2 separate regions of the Capsicum annuum genome follow, and region 2 is linked to region 1. A link is a contact called in public Hi-C data. All regions are on one chromosome and are shown on one strand. The core of a region is the stretch at or near the end of the contact, and the rest is flanking DNA. Distances in the headings are between cores, read along the strand shown.

What was found. Hi-C and Micro-C count contacts between places; a contact is called where the count stands out from the background.
Region 2: a Hi-C map of leaf shows a contact between it and region 1, with 1.8 times the contacts expected there. The contact joins the promoter of LOC107878200 here to the promoter of LOC107878199 in region 1.

The regions. Positions count from the first base shown.
Region 1 is chr7:183,829,460-183,834,924 of UCD10Xv1.1, forward strand. It overlaps LOC107878199 (protein EFFECTOR OF TRANSCRIPTION 2), which reads left to right and starts at 2,976. Exons shown (of 3, transcript XM_016725121.2): 1 at 2,976-3,360; 2 at 3,719-4,078; 3 at 4,541-5,465. The coding sequence starts at 3,271.
Region 2 is chr7:183,989,031-183,995,117 of UCD10Xv1.1, forward strand. LOC107878200 (protein argonaute 16) reads left to right here and starts at 3,376. Exons shown (of 23, transcript XM_016725122.2): 1 at 3,376-3,581.

The DNA of each region.
Region 1 (5,465 bases), core at 1,726-4,225:
CAGATTCCAGTAGCAGTAGATTAGCAGTGAGTCCTCATCATGCGAGGATGATATGATTTGTTATTATTATTTACTATTTCCGTTCAGTATCAGTAAATGGAGTTAGTTGGAGATATGTTCCTTCAACTCCTTATTCAGTTTAGTTAGAGGCTTTCAGACTAGATGTCAGATTAGATATTCAGACTTCATTATTTTCAGTACTTATGTTTTGTTTTGATATTGTGATACCACATTTTTCAAACGTTGATTTTTTTCAGTTATGCAGTTTTGAACCTTATGGCCTTTTAGTACATGTTTTTTGCATTACCATGTTATATTATGCAGTGATAGGTACAGATATCAATCATGGATTAGCTTGTGGTCCTTCGAGGTCATGAGCACCATGTAGCATTCCGGTTCAAAAAATTGAGGCATTACACTGATTGAGAACATGAACTGGTGCATGTCCCAGTCTTTGATGCCACACAGAACTCTTGGAGTTGAGTTGGGAAGATAAGAAAATAGTTGAAGATTGTGATCCAATAGGTGATGGTGATTTGGTATAGAGGCGATAGAGGCCATCCTTTTATTTACCAATCTCCTTCACCTTGCCAGTGTAGAGGTCCTAAAGAAGAAAGAAATCAGGATAAAATGAGGCAAAACAATGCAAGTCTTTTGTGAGTTTGGAGACTGATAGTAAATTGAATTTGAAGAAAGGAATGTAGAGAACATCTTGAAGGAGTTGATCTTTGCCAAGAAGGCAGGTTCCTTTATAAGTGATTCTAGCCGAATCACCATTAGGTAAATAAACTTGATGTTTATCAGAAGGTAAGAGTGGAAACTTAGATGACAATAGATCCATGGATGAAACCATGTGATTTGATGCTCCTGCATCAACAACTCAGAGATTAGTCTTTAAACCAGCTAAGAAACAGTTAATTGTACCTGCCATATTAGCTACATTCTCAGGAGATTTCTCTTTATCAATCAGATTAAGAAGCTTCTGAAATTGGTCTGTTGTGAATAGGGTTGAGCATAAAATACTGAAAACCAAATTAACTAACCGAACCAAAAAATTTTGTAATTGGTATTCGATAATTTGGTGTGTTTGGTATGGTATTTGGGAGAAAAATTTTAATATTTCGGTATTCGGTATTGGGTTTGGTTCAAGATATTAATACCGTTTGGTATTCAGTATTTACTGAATACTATATATACATATATATATAAATATATATATATACACACACACACATATAACCAACCCAATAGACAATAATATTAGTCATTCCAAAAAATCTCTTGAAACTTGGTAATATATTCGTAAAAAGAAATAAAAAGAATACTAAATAAGGATTCTATTAAATATACTCTTTGAAGTTTAAACGTACATTTTCACTTCTCCAACTTTAATATGGTAAAACCAAATACCGTACCTAACCGAAGTCTAATTTACCGATTACCGAATTACCGAACCAATGTTCATAAGTATGGTATGTGGTATCTATGTTCAAATATCGATTACCGAATTACCAAATCCAAACTTTAAAAATACCGAACCGAATACCGAACGTCCACCCCTAGTTGTGAATGACTGTTGCCCAGGTTGATTTGCAGGAGCTTTGTACCCATATTCATTATTATAATTCACATTAGCACTATGAGCACTATAGCCACCATTTCTTTGACATGGTGCACTTCTAAAACCAGAACTATTATAGTTACTTCCTTATGGATCCATGTTGTTCTCTCTCCCTATTTTGGTGAATTTGAAGTTAGATGGATATACAATAAGTTTGTAACACTGATCCTTAGTATGTCCTCTGAGATGATAAAAAACACATTGAACACCAGAAGTTCTCTTCATTCGCAAGTTGTAAGTAGTGTTGCCTTTTGTAAGTTTGCTACAACAGCTCATGTGACTAATAAGTCCCCTTCCTTAAAATGAGAGGGTAGTGCGTGTTTCTGTTTCAAGCTAGCTATGCTTCGTGAACTGGTGGACACATTCAAAGCTGGGATTCACCCTCTTCACAGTGTAAAACTGATGAGTTTGTGTTTAAGTGTGCACGTTGACCTTCTCATGAATAATCAGAGAATAGGCTTGATTTACGGAAGGAGTGGGTGTCATCATTAAGATTTGGCTCCTAGACTGATTATAATGCTCATTCAACCCTACTAAGAATTGCATAAGTTTTTGCTTCTCCAAATTACTAATGAATTCGCGAGATGTATCACATGTACTCATGGGGGGAGGTACCAGGGATTCATATTCTTCCCAAAGCTCACTCAATTTCGAGAAACAGGCAAAAACAGTAGATGTACCTTGAACAAGTGTAGCAGTTCGGCTGTGCATATGATAGATTTTGGTAGCATTCACCTTATCAAAACATTCTTTGAGATACATTCAAACTTTGTGAGCATTGGAAGAATACACAATTCCATTCACTAAATCCTTCAAAACTGAGCTCATGATCCAGGAAAGCACAATCACATTCACATGCTCCCACTAGTATACATTTGACCATCATACATCTCCTTTTTGCATGTACCATATACAAAACCAATTTTGTTCTCTTCAAGTAAAGCAATGCTCATTGATTTTCTCCAGAAGGTGTAGTTCTCCATACCAGTGAGAACACAATAAGCTAGATTAACACTAGGAACATCGGATGATTGTAAAAACAGAGGATTAAACGAATAAAAAACTGCAGGTGATTGAGAATTTGCTGCTTGTTGTGATCCACTAGCATCAACACCATCAGCAGAAGAGGAACTATTGCCAATCGCCATGAATGAACACCAAATAGATCGAGAAAAACTGGAGAAATAACAAATATAATCAATAAAATGCAGAATAATTTGGGCGAGTGAAGAAATGAAGGCCGGAGAAAGAGGAATTTAACGGAAATAGATGAAATCAACTTGAATCACCATTGTTGGCTCTAATACCATGTTAAAAAACTACAAAAATAATAGAAAAGGATAAACTAGAAGGAGAAAAAAATTGTTCTCATTACTGAAGAAAATGTATAACTAATTACCCTTACAACTAGCTATTAGTTAGCTATCAATTGTCAATTCACCTAATTCCTAACTCTCAACACAAAAAGTATTGTGACAACTAAAAGCGAACTGAAGGAACATATTTTGCCTTTTTTCACTAGAAATTTTATCATTAGACAATTTTCCATTAAAGCTGAGGTCATTTATTGAGCTAGGTTGTATGTTGGGTAAATATTCCCCCGGATAAAATAGTGAATAACGTGAGTGCAGCCGCTGCTGCAGAGCTCAATGGCATCTGCTGACAGATCCTTAATCATTCGTCTCAAAAGAGAAGACTGTAAGCGCACTAAACACGATCAAGCTTTCTCCGATTGGAAGGTTCCATCCAAGCTCTTTTTCTCGTTAATTGTTTGATATAGTAATTGTTTGAAATGTTGCGGATTTCATTAACTTCCAGATCTAACTTTTGTTGCTTAGATTTACATCTGGAGCTTCCCTCCCCTCCCTTTCCTAGCCGTTTAATGAAGTAAAATAATTTTTTATGAACAGTATCCCATAACAGAAAATAAATAAATTTGGGTCTTCCTCCTATGTACAAAAATGACAAAAGAATCTACATGGTTGGAGAAAATGTGTCAAAGCACAAATCTCTTTCTCCAAGCTGGAAAGATAAATTAATTGATACTAGCGACTTACCTATTGTTCTTCTGATTCATCATGAGTGTTTTACTGCCAGATTTTAATTGGCCCTAATGATTGGGAAGATCATTTACTGGGGAAGGAAGGCGCAGAGAAATATAGGACTCAGAACCTGCCAAACTGCACCTCGTGCTCTGGAGTTTATGAATTGGGAATAGCTGTGCCATGGCTCCGATCTACCAGACTTGACCCTGATCATATTGTTCCTGTGTATGTTGGAAAATCTGACAGTGTTAGGATTAGGCTGCAGCGATATGGCCGTGAAGGTGCTCATTTAGAGAATGGTTGCTCGAATAGTGAGCTGCACGACAATGAAATTATATCTGCTTCAAAGAGAGCAGGATTATTTACAGAAACATTCGCAAGAGGCTTCTCTATTGTTTACCGGTGGGCGCCTGTAAGTATATATTTCTCCTATCTTCAGTGTTAAGTAACTTGTTAATTTCTGGTTTCCTGTTACATATTGAAATGCAAAGAGTTTGTTTTCACTCACTCATGCGAGTTATAAGTAAAAGTGTTTTTTCTTTCTTTGATATTGTGAAGCAAGATTTTCTAATGTTACTTTCCTAAACGGAAAATTGCAATTAGTAGTTACTCGCTCGTCAGTCTATTTGGCATTCCGATTAAAGCTCTCCTAGTATTACTCTGTGATCTTGTTGATAATTACGACTATTATGTTCTTTCCCTAAGCTATAGATGGATACACTAAAAGGACAAGTGAGCTGTCTGCCACCCATGTAGTTGCACATTAAAGCATGTTTCAGCAAAAGTAATTGCATGCAGTATTGACTTGTACCTGAAGTACCTCAGTTACTATGAACCTTAATAGGTTTTGGTAATGTTTCTTAATATTTAACAGACAAACAACAATAAAGATGCTGAGAGAACTGAAGCCCAGCTGCTCGACAAATTTGATTATGCTTGGAATAAAGGCAGTAATGGTGTACGTCGCCACAATGATGTCCTCTGCAAGCTTGATAGCATTTCAAGAGCAACTCATCTTCCTGCTTTCATTAGGAAGCTTCAATTGTCCCTTGAGAAACAAAAGGGCGTCAGAATCAAAGCGTGCAAGCCCCTTTTATTGAAGAATGGATCTGATTTTCATGATAGCTTCAAAAACACCAACTTCCTTCCCCAAGTATTCAAATTTGGGCGATCTCAGCCAAGGATAGTTTCATTTAGTTTTGGTGTAAATGACGATCCAAATACTATTTGTGGTGTGGCTTTAGGTCATGGATCTGTTTGCATAAGGCCTCCAATAGCAGGAAATAAAAGATGTGCTGAGCACAAGGGAATGAAGGTAAACAGTGTAAATTCGAAGTTGATTGCAGAAGGAAATGAGAGCACAAGACCTTGCGAAAGTAGAGGTGAAGAAAATGCTCCAATTTGTGGTTTTATCTTGGACTGTGGTTCTCCTTGTGCAAGAAAACCATTCCAGGGAAACAAAAGATGTCTAGAACACAAGGGAAGGAGAAATCGGGGCTTCGTTTCTCAGACAATGACAGACAAAATTGGCCGGTCGACCTACAATCCGATACTGGAATACAGGACTTCTTCTAGTAAGGACTATCAACAGATCTTATCTAGTAGAACTGATATACAACAGTTTCAACATTTCTCCAGTTCTCTTATCCACCATAACCACAATGTCATATGTGGAGTTCATTTAAATGACGGTAGTTTCTGCACCCGGCAACCTGCAGTAGGAAGAAAGCGCTGTGAAGGACATAAGGGTATGAGGGTTAAAGAGCCCATTTCTAAGCAATTAGGATCTGAAATACCAA
Region 2 (6,087 bases), core at 2,126-4,625, 160 kb after region 1:
GCAAGCAATGATGTAGGTTTATTGCATGAAACCAAGAAATTTTTGTCAAGTAAATTTGAAATGAAAGATCTTGGTGATGTGTCCTTTGTTCTAAGTATAGAGATTCATAAGGATCACATTAGAAATGCTCTTAGACTATCGCAAAAAACTTATATTGATAATGTGATAAGTAGATTTGACATGCAAAATTATGCACCAGGAGATACACCTGTGGCAAAAGGTGATACATTAAGTTTGCGTCAATATCCAAATTTGGACATAGAGAAGAAAAAGATGGATAAAATTCTATATGCATTAGCAGTGAGAAGTCTCATGTATGCATAAGTTTGTACGCATCCAGATATTACGTACATACTGGAAATGTTGGGGCGATATTTAAGTATCCGGGAATAGATCATTGGAATGTTGCAAAACGGGTTATGATGTATCTTCAAAGAACTAAAGATTACATGCTCACTTATCGGAGGTTGGATAATTTAGAGATCGTAGGTTATTTCGATTCAAATTTTGTTAGATGTCTTGATAGTAGGAGATCTATATTAGGTTATGTTTTTATGATGACTGAAGGAATTGTGTTCTTGGAAAAGTGTGAAACAAACATTAATAGCTTCTTCTACAATGAAAGCCGAATTTGTGGCCTGTTGTAAAGCATCAAATCAAGGAATATAGCTAAGAAATTTTATCACTAGAATGCAAATAGTTGGTGGCAAAGAAAAACCATTGAAAATTTATTGTGATAATAAATTTGTTGAGTTATATTCGAAGAATAACCGAAGTCCGCCAAAGTCAAAGCATATAGACATTAAATATTTGGTTGTGAAAGAAAAGGGTTCAGAGTCGTCTCGTGTCGATTGAGTATATTAGTAAAAACTTGATGATTGCGGATTCGCTCACGAAAGATTTGCCACCTAAAGTGTTTCACGAACATGTGGCTCATATCGGTGTTGTCAAATTTGATGATGAGTCATTTTAGTGGGAGTTTGTTATTTTATTTTTGCTATTGATATGTTAAAGTTTATTTTCTATACTGACTCAAGTTTTATGAAAACTTTGAATTTCGTGTGTTTATTGATAACTCTGAAAAGTAAAGATCTTAATTTTCTATTGCAGTATGCATAAGGTATAAGAAAGTGATTTTGGACTATTAAAGTCATAAGGTAGGACCATTTGGGAATAGACATGACTTAGATCATTTTACATGTAATTTTTGTATCTGATCTATGTCATTAGTATTGTTGATATTTTTGACCATTAATGGGTTTTGTTTCGAATATATGTTACAAAGACTGCTTTGATCCTATATTAATAGTATTGATGGGACAGATTATTTTGAGATATTTAAATCAAGATAGTAAATATTTATGCGCACTAAAGGTTCACCTATGTATGATTATTTATTAATATATGTGGTTCAAGTGGGAGATTATTAGTAATTTTCTATCTTGTGAACTCATATATCAATATATTATACATAGATATGCTATCTCTAAAGAAAACCAATTTATGATCTCATAAAGTATTAACGTATTTGGGCCTAAAACATAAATATCTAATTAGTATCGATTTATTTTGGATAAATTAAATCTCATGGACCTTTTCATAAGTGTGATGGAAACTTAGTTGAAAAGATACCTCTTCTGAAGAAGTATAATTGAAAAAACACCTCTTCTAAAGAGGTATAATTAAATGGTGCCTTTTAGAAGAGTCAGATTATAAAATCATGGTCCCTAAGTTTGTAAGCAATTTTTTCTTTCTCTACCCCATCTTAGAAAAGATTATAGAATGCATATTAAAGCTTAGAAGATCATACAACTGATTACAAAAAAAAAAAAAAAAATCTTTAAAATCAAGTTATTTGCAATGGAACAAGGTTACTGTTCTTACTATTCTTCTAGTTCAAATCTCTCTCTAATGATTTACATGCGATATTGGGTGAATTCTTTAAAGTTTTCTTACAAATCAAGCTTATGAAAGAAAATATGCGTTTACGGGAAGTAAAGAAAAAAATCATAAGTTAAAAAAAGTAGTTTTCCCTAAAAGCACTTTTGAAAAAATATACTTAAAAACAATTTTAAAAGTTTGATCAAATACTAATTGCTGCTCAAGAATTTTTTTAAAAAAGTTATTGGTCAAACACAAATTGCTTGTCACCAAAAATACCTTTTTGAAAAGCTCTTTAAAAAATACTTATTTAAAGTTAGTTGATTTTAGAAGTTTGGCTAAATAAATTATAAATAAATGGACCATGAAAGTTCCAATTAAATGAAAGTTTCCTAAAGAAGAAAGTAAGAGATAACTTTGGTTGAGGAGAGGAGTCGTGAGAGAGAAGTAAGAAAGGAACTTTAAGAAATCAAGCTAGTGAATTTAAAACCTCAGACCTCACAAACACTATAAATTGCACTCTACCAATGTGCCAACTGCTCTGACCATGATAGGAGTGTGCAAAAGTGAAAGCCTATGGACGAATATGCAAGCATTCGTTTCATGTTTGCTTAAGTAATAGCAATGACATTTTCAAATATAATGCTAATAAAATGTCATTCATTTGATGAGAAATAAAAAGAAATATTAAAAATTCGAGTGACTCAAGCTAATGCAGCTACTTTTAAAATAACGAAAATAAAAAATAATGACTGGGGTGGAAGAGCCCACGTCGAACAGAGTATTCCTCACTTCTTTCTCTCATTCAAAATCGTGCATGAGACTTTCATCTCGCATGCCTCCTAAGTGATAAAAGAAAGAAGAACCCTTTTACTTTCTTTTTTATTACCTTACTCGCATTATATATGTTGCTATACAATAATTTTTGGCCGATACGTTCTATATAATTTCATAACGAAGGATGTATACTTGGTTTAGCTTCGCTTCTGAAAAGAGATACTTTTTGTGATATTTAAACAAATTAAATTATTTAATAAATTTCTATCATACTTATTTTGAATTCGAGGGATTCTTTTACTATAAAAAAATTATTTAACATTTCAGCACAATAAAATATATAAATTAAATGACAAAATTACCCCTACTAATCACCAAGTCTTGTGAAAACTTCTTTGCGGTTGTGATCTTAAAGCACAAATAAGCTTATAGTGGTCCTTGTAGGAGACTAAAATTCCTTTTTATGTATAAATAACATAAATACCGACCCATTTGAACTCTCTCCCACTTTTTTAATTACTTTACTCTCTTTTTCTATTAATATACATAACATAACCGATATATATATAATATTCTGTGTATATGTTGAAATTTTTATAATATATTTAGGGAGTTGAAATTTTTTATAATATTAAAAACATAAATTGTGTATTTATATAATTTTTAGTTTTATTAAACCCAATAAGAAGCAGAAAAAGAAACAAATAAAAAAGAAAACAAAATTGGCGTGAAGCATATTGTATATTGACTCAATACTTTTTATTTTTTGTATTTTTTGTTTGGTCTTTCCCTCCAATGTTTCTCACGTAGTACTGTGTGAGAACAGCGGAGAAACAAAAGATTCTAGAAACTTCCAGAAGCATTTTGCTGAATCGCTGCTCGAAAACCCTAACACAGTAAGCAAAGCAATTTTGTTCACCGAGGTGCGTTTTATCTTACTCTGTTTTCCTCCGTCTTCGCTAATTTTCATTTTTTTTTACTTTGCAGTGATGTGCATTGGTGTTTTTTGTTAGTTTTACATTGTGTATTGCTTTTTGTTTTATTAATTTTTTGATTTTTTTTCTATTTTTAATGTATTAATTGCTTATTTTTGACTTTTTTAGTCCACATGCATTTAAGAAAAATTTGGGAGAACCGTACCTCAAAACTAACTATTGAATTGGGAAGTCCGAGGTTATATATGTTGTTTTCCGGGTATAAAATCTGTATCAATCCACAAGGACTTCAAACACAAGTTCAAACAACTTATGAACTATGAAGTTAAAGAACTTTTTAACTTCGAACACAAGTTCAAATAATTTATGAACTATCAAAATGAAGTTCAAACTATTTTCTGAAAAAATAGTAAAACCAACGTTTAGAAAGAGATGAGGACAGAAAGAATCAAGTCCACTGAATTCACGGTGTGTCCTTAAGGAATTTATTCCCCTCAAGTACCCGAGGTTAATGGAATATATCCTCCTAGGATATAATGATTCACTTCAGCGAATAGTGGTACCTCAAATTTGCCGAACTACAAATTCACTCAACGATTGTAGATCATACTTGAGTTTTTCAAGAAGAAAAGAGTGTTTTTTCTTCAAAATTTTGTGTTATTATCTAAGGAAAAAATTAGGTATTTATAGCCAAAAGGTGGTGCTTCAGAAAGGATGCAATGGTTCTTGAAAAGATGCATTGTTTTGATCACCGTGTCACTTGCGGCCGCAGAGGGGCCACACGCGGCCGCAGGTCGGCTTTTGGCACAAACCCAGAATGTTCTGGCTTGGCTTGCATTGGCACCTGCTTTTGCAGGTCACCGTGCACGTGCAGGTTGTCTTTTTCATTATTAAACTGTGTCTTGAGGGTCGTGTCCCTTCGAGGTGCATTGTGACATCCGTCTGTACATGCTCAGGTGCATTCGCAAATGGAGAAAATTTTTCTATCAAATTTTTGGATTAAAACATCACTAATTATCAAATTTTAAATGAATTTTGTCCACAAAGATAATCTCTAGATCGATCATTTGACAAATTCGAATTCAAATCCAAATCTGAAGTCAAAGCCGAGCCGAGCGAGCGACAATGACGACGGCGCGAGTCTTGTCTTGTTTTTGCCTCATTATACACATGAAGGAGTGCTTTTATACTTAAGCACAAGGATTTTCCTTTCTCCCACCAATGTGGGAGAACATTTCTTTTATAAAACTTCACTTTTCCCTTCGTTTCCCATTCACTTTCACTTAGAACCCAACAATTCCCACATGAATGGAGAATGACTATTTCATCAAAAAATATATGGCCACGTGTGTGATCTACAAGCAAAGACTAATTGCATCTGGATAAGTAGGTTTTCCTTTGAACTTTCCGTAGTGAACTTGCATTGGACCGATTCGGTCAATCGGTAGATGTGATGTCTTTGAACCGTCAACTTTAATGTACTCTTATACAACACAAGTCACACAACCAATCTTTTATCTTTTATGGTTCTCACGGTTTTGTTCTTTTCATCCATGAACACTACCTTGTTTCATGAGAGCTTAGAAAATATGCTTTACTATCATTCTCCTTGAAGTGGCTTCCGCTTCACCCTCACATATGTGATTCCTAAATGTTTAATCCAATAGATCAAACCTATGTTGCTCGGACTCTTTAAAAATATCAACGGATGCATGTCGGATCCTTTAGATATATTGTAATTTTGAGGAATCTGACATGGGTGCGGCAACATTTTTCTAGAGTTCAAGCAACTTAGGATCAAACTATTTGGTCAAATCTGCCTAACTTAGAAACCATTAAAAAGCTTAAAACCATAAGTCTTATCCTTATTTCCTAAACATTGTCTTCATCATGAGAATGGATTGAGTTAATTGACAAAGTTGAGCCGTCAATCACAACTTTGTTTTATCTCCATGAACCTAGCTCTTGGGATCTCCAACCTGCTAGGTAGAGTTATCGCCATGGTGATTTATCATAGGTTGTAAACCCATTCCCTTCGATGATCTTTCAACTTCCTCTCTAGTTAGGCCTTTTGTAAGTATATCCAACTCATTATTCTTTGACTTCACATAGTCAATCGTGATAATTTCACTAGAGAATAATTCTCTAATGGTATTATGTCTCCGTTTAATGCGATGAGATTTACTGTTATACATCATGCTCTTTATCCTACCTATTACCGCTTGACTATCACATTGTATGGATACTGGTGCTAAAGATTTGGGCCAATAAGGAATATCTTTCAAGAAATTTCTGAGCCATTCAGCTTCGTCATCGATTTTATCTAACGCGATAAATTTAGATTCCATTATAGAGCGAGCAATATATGTCTGTTTGGATGATTTTCAAGAGTCTGCTCCTCCACGTAAAGTAAATATATATCCTAACATAGATTTTACTTCATTCAATTCGGTCATTCAATTTGCATCAATTTATCCTTCAATCACCGTATGAT